Regions from separate parts of the Mus musculus genome. Here region 1 is linked to region 2. The links are chromatin contacts, called in public HiChIP or PLAC-seq maps. All regions are on one chromosome and are shown on one strand. The core of a region is the stretch at or near the end of the contact, and the rest is flanking DNA. Distances in the headings are between cores, read along the strand shown. Region 1 has its middle 97 kb from the start of Npy. Region 2 holds the start of Npy (neuropeptide Y).

What was found. HiChIP or PLAC-seq counts read pairs in DNA pulled down with a chosen protein or histone mark.
Region 1: an H3K27ac HiChIP or PLAC-seq map of SST interneurons shows a contact between it and region 2, with 2.1 times the contacts expected there. The contact joins the enhancer-like site here to the promoter of Npy in region 2. A contact is called at or near these places in 5 of 39 promoter capture datasets (cranial neural crest, embryonic stem cells, hippocampal neurons and 2 more), 10 of 484 Hi-C or Micro-C datasets (the N1E-115 cell line, bone marrow-derived macrophages, embryonic fibroblasts and 6 more), 9 of 115 datasets of contacts at active chromatin or transcription factors (SST interneurons, a beta-TC-6 cell line, bone marrow-derived dendritic cells and 4 more) and 1 of 9 other capture datasets (embryonic stem cells).

What each region holds. Positions count from the first base shown.
Region 1 is chr6:49,918,340-49,921,042 of GRCm38.p6, forward strand. No RefSeq gene overlaps it. Among named protein-coding and RNA genes, the nearest start is that of Npy, 97 kb to the left of the region's middle. Within about 2 kb of position 1,317, at least 6 of the 459 cell types and tissues checked have an H3K27ac peak or open chromatin away from gene starts, as enhancers often do. A contact at or near this core is called in the N1E-115 cell line and SST interneurons, where this site is marked.
Region 2 is chr6:49,821,298-49,823,997 of GRCm38.p6, forward strand. It overlaps Npy (neuropeptide Y), which reads left to right and starts at 1,413. Exons shown (of 4, transcript NM_023456.3): 1 at 1,413-1,504; 2 at 2,301-2,488. The coding sequence starts at 2,301.

The DNA.
Region 1 (2,703 bases), core at 67-2,566, 97 kb after region 2:
GCACAAGAGCTGGGAGTGCAGACTCGCAGTGGAGAGCATGCATACCATAGGTCCCGTCTCCAGCACATAGTCAGTCCACAAACCAGGGACGGTCAACAGAAATCCAGTGTAATCCCATGTAAAATGTGCCACCTCTGTACTTACATTTTAGAAGGTGAAAATAATCAGATGAAATGTCCCCCACTAGATTCAACATACTCTAATTTTATCATACAATCAATATAAAATACTGAGATAACTTTACGAAATTGTTTTACACCGTTTCTGAGTCTGTTACGTATTTCAAAGCATTTACCATGCATCTCAATTAAGACTAACCACATTTCCAGCCCTCACTTGGGCCCTCAGCCCAGACCCTTTGAAGCATAAAGTCTGGAGTGTGGCCCCACTCTATGCCCAAGAGCCCTTCAGCAGATTCTGGTCTTTGTTTAGGTTTGAGAACTATCGATCTAGGCCATGGCTTGTGGACTTGGATGTGCAATAGAAGCACCTGAGAAACGTAAAAATAAAAATGTATGCAGCATTCCTATCCCCAGACAACAAAGGCTTTGTAAGGTCTTCCCAATGGTTCTAACACACAGCAAGATGTTGTAAGGATGTCGCTCGTTATCCCATTCAGTTATGTTTTCCCCTTAGTTCCAAATATTTTAAGATGGCTCCCGTCATCATCTCACAGCATGCAGGCTCTTATTTTCAAAGTCCAGACTCCAGTTTTGTTATTTATTCTACTTGAAGCGTCTGGACAAAAGCAATTGTTTTAACTGATTTCTACAACTCTTTTGCTCAAAAAGAAATCTCCTTTAAAAATCTGAATCTTTTTGCCTCTCTCCCATGATTCCTGATTTCAGAGTGGTTGACTTAACAGCTCTCATTCCTTTACCCCACTTCCCACAGCCCAGGGAGCCTTGGTCACTTCTAGTAGCACCAGTCACTTACAGTTCCACCTGACTGCACACAGGAACTCCAGAACGTTGAACCCCTCCCCTTTTCACTAAGATTTAGCCATCGCTGTCCTGTGTGTCAGAGCAATCCTTGGAGAAGCCCAAGTCCTCCCCCAAAGCATCTTCTAGGGAAAGGGAACAAGGCACAAATCCAATTCATAAGCCCCCTCCCCATCATTACTACTGGTTTCCATCCTGGTAGATCTTTAGTCCCCACGCCCTTGGGTCATGAGAGAGGGAGGATATTGGAAAAGCCACCTGGGAGGCAAGGTAGCACTGGGAGGAATGAAAAATCGGCTGTAGTTCTACAGCACCAAAGGTTCACAGAAAAGGCAGCTGTTTGGCATGCGTGTGCAGCCCACTCGAACAACATAGGCCTCGTTTACTTACCCATATGTAAATATGCATAGCTGAAGCACCCTCTAGTGGAACACCCAGAGAAGGGCATGTTTCCTGGGCAAACCCTTACAAAAAGAAAAAAGGAAGGAAGGAAGGAAGGAAGGAAGGAAGGAAGGAAGGAAGGAAGGAAGGAAGGAAGGAAGGAAGGAAGGAAGGAAGGGAGGGAGGGAGGGAGGGAGGCAGAGTGTTTAGAAATCTCATCTAACCACAGCATCATTTGAGATATGAGCACAAACCTACAGTAGCTCCACAGTCCTGGCAAGGTCCTGGGTGCACAAGCTGGTCCACTGGGGCTATAGAGGGCCGGGCCAAACTGGCTTTCTTAAAGTCCTCAACCTTGAAGGCCTAGCTAGGTTCTTGCTGCACACAGTGCAGGAAGGCTTGTTTAGAGGTGAGAGCTGTAACAAAGAAAGATTTGACAGTCCCACTAGGGTCCCTTCAGTTCACCAAATGACCTGTCCCTATTTCTAAACAGAAGGCCATGGTGGGACCACTCATTCATGGAAGCCTGTCCCTACTGGTGGAGAGTAAAAGAGGAGAGTAAACATTGTTACACTGACTAGAAAGATCAAATTTGTAACAGTTGTCAAAATCAATAATAGTCACACCCATTTCCCAAGAAAATATGCTTGCAGGAATTTATCTAGGGCAAAATCCTAGAAACACTGTAGGTGCCAACGAGAGATAAATTAAATAAATAATGATATACCTTTAGTGTCCTGCCAGGGGCCTCTGTGCTGAGCAGTGTTAGGTGAAAACCTGCTTGTATTAAGGAGTACTTGGAACAGCATTCTTTTGATGAGCAACTCTGAGGGTTTACCAGAGCAGGAGTCCATGAAACTGGTGGACCAGTCACCATCCCATCAGTCCAGGTCCGAGGAGAATGAAACAGAAACAGTCAGTCTTACTCATCTCCTGCACTGGGATTTATTCTTCCTCTCTATGCCTGGATGGCAGAGTTTGGGAGCTTACATTACTGACTTCCCAGGTTCTCAGGTCATTAGCCTTAAACTAAGAGCTATTCCATCAGCATCTCTGGTTCTGAGGTCCAAGATATAGATTGAAAACAGGCTAGCAGCCTCCCAGGGTTCCAGCCTGAAGATGGTATCCATAATTTGTGAGTCAATTTCCATAATACATGCCCTCTCATCTGTCCATTCATCCATCCATCCAGCACTCTCATAACACACACACACACACACACACACACACACACACACACACACCTATATAATCATCTCTTTACTATCTTTTACCTACTTGTTTATCTGTCTCATTGGCCCGCCTCTTTGAGGACCCCAGACTAACACAGACTCTACATTCGCCCAAAAGAGTCAACTCTCTGCGTAGGGGATAGATCTCT
Region 2 (2,700 bases), core at 163-2,662:
AGTCCCTGCTCAAAAGTGGTGCCCCTCCCTCGCGCCCTAAGGTGTACTTTCTCCGAGATCCTGTGACTCCTGCTAAATCCAGGCTTCAACTGATGTGAATCTCTGATTCACTACAAAAATATAATTACATTATTGAACAGTAGTGTGTGCCTTCCTCCTTATCAGAGAGGACTTGTTAGATGCTTTGCCTTTTATCAAATGTCCTCATGTGGGCACAAAAGCAGCCCTGACAGCTCAGTGTTTGTGGCCCTGGTGCAGGTTTCTGACGTAGGGAAAGTGAAGTCTTCCAGCTGCGAGGGATATTGTTGTTCTGGTTTATCATTCGATCACATAGTCTCTCTCTCTCTCTCTCTCTCTCTCTCTCTCTCTCTCTCTCTCTCTCACTCTCTCTCTCTCTCTTCCTCCCTCCCTCCCTCCCTCTCTCCCTCCCTCCCTCTCTCCCTCTTATTAGTAGTCAATTTAGCACTATTTAAACAACCCGCAAAGTGACACTCAAACGAAATCATTTAGTTTAGCTTTAAAATAACGCGTAAATTCCACTTTAGCAATGGACCATTTCACTTAGATTCAAACTTCCAGGGGCACTTACTCAAGCGTACCTTGTAAAAATCCCTATCTGGTAAACATAACTTCAATATCGTTCATATTTATTCAACAAGTTTAACGCGACAAGCACACTGGTGTTGGTTTTTTAATCTGCTCCATTTCAATCTGAAAGCAAGTGCTCATTCAGACGCTAACCAAGCTCACTCGGGACTTCACAGGGTTTACAGACAGGGGTGCGAATCGCCGCCACTTTCCACTCTAGATACAGAAGCTCATGGACCGCGGGCTCCCAGTGGCAGCCTCGGGGAGTTTCTGGCTGAGGCCGAACCCGGCTAGCAGCGTTGGGGAGAGTGCTTGGGGGAGGGCCCACCTTTTGGGGAGACCAGTAGATCCAATGGGTCTATGGAAGCCACTGGGACCTTGCGGTCCCGCACACCTGCACCGGGAGCGGGAAAAACCTCGCTCGCCTGCCTCCCTCCCAGAGCGCGCAGTTATCCCGCGGGCCCCAGATATGCTCCCCAAGTAGAATATTCAGGTCCCTACAGACCCGCACGCAGAGAGCTGACAATTCCCGCGACAGGCAACCTAAGCGGTCCCGCTTCATCTCCCTAGCGGGACTCGACGGTCGGGGATAGAGAGAGGGCTCCGAGGGTGCTCACTCTTGACTGTTCCCTTCTCCCCGCAGAGCGGGCCGCTTAGAATTGGGGTGTGGGTGGCTCCAGACGCCGCCACTCGAGCGGCAGTGGCTCCAGCCTCCTCCCCCGCCGCTGGGGGCGGGAAGTGGCTGTGGGAGTCACCCGGGCGTGACTGCCCCCGAGGCCCCTCCTGCCGCGACAAGGGCGCTCCATAAAAGCCTGTGGGCGACCCGCTCTCCGCATCCCACCGGTGGATCTCTTCTCTCACAGAGGCACCCAGAGCAGAGCACCCGCCGCTCAGCGACGACTGCCCGCCCGCCACGGTGAGTGCCAGGATCAACTGGGACAGGGGCGCGGGCTCCCAGACGCCAGTGAACTTGCCCCGCAGCCGGTCCCCTGAGCTTGCTCTGCCAGCTTGACACCCAGCTCTTTGGGGCGCCTAAATTTCACTTGCTGGACTCAGGTTCTACTGTCCACCTGCCCTTCCCCGGGACCCTCCAATCTGGGCGCCCCGCCTCCGTGCCTCTTATCTTTTGAGGGTAGGGAGAAGAACCTGGGAACACCTATCCCAGGGCAGCGGTGGGGTTTTGTTTGGTTGTTTGTTTGTTTGGTTGGTTGGTTGGTTACAACCAGGAACCCAGATTGCATGTGTGCTCCTAGTGGGAGATTCCCCCAAGTATTGTCTCTAGCACGGTGAGCTCTGTTGCCTCCAAAATCCGAACTGAGCCTCTGGGTATCCGACTGTCACAGCGCTTGTAGCCACACAAATCAAAAGCAACCCAGAAGAAAAGTTTTCTCCTCCAAGGGTGATTTAGGAACGAGAGGAGAAAAGTGGTCATTCTTTAAGATAGAGGGCAGAACTTCCAATTCTGTTCTGAAAAGGGGACCTCTGCCTCTCACCAGGAGAATCGGAGGAAGTTTTCTGAAATATGTGGACGGGGCAGAAGATCCAGGTCGGGGCAAGTGGTCTTCTAAAGATTTGGAAGTGGCGCCTGCCCAGTCTGGGCTTTTATTCTAGGGTCTGGGATGGGATTAGATGAGGGTCTAGAGTGATAGCTGGAATTGGGACAAAGACGAGCAATCTCAGCATCTCCAAGTCTGAGCCTTCTGTATCCACAGATGCTAGGTAACAAGCGAATGGGGCTGTGTGGACTGACCCTCGCTCTATCTCTGCTCGTGTGTTTGGGCATTCTGGCTGAGGGGTACCCCTCCAAGCCGGACAATCCGGGCGAGGACGCGCCAGCAGAGGACATGGCCAGATACTACTCCGCTCTGCGACACTACATCAATCTCATCACCAGACAGAGGTGGGTGCATACGCGGCTGGTACCTAGAGCCGGGAAAACTTGCGGTTCTGGAGATCTTGGACATCAGGGATCATTTCTTTCTCCTTGTTCATAGGGCAGGATCAGACATAAATTCAGCTCTAGATAAATATGTGAGCTGGGTACACACTCCACAAACTGGATACATTGTCTTTGTCACTAGACTTTCTCTCCAAGACCCAAGCCCAAGGTTC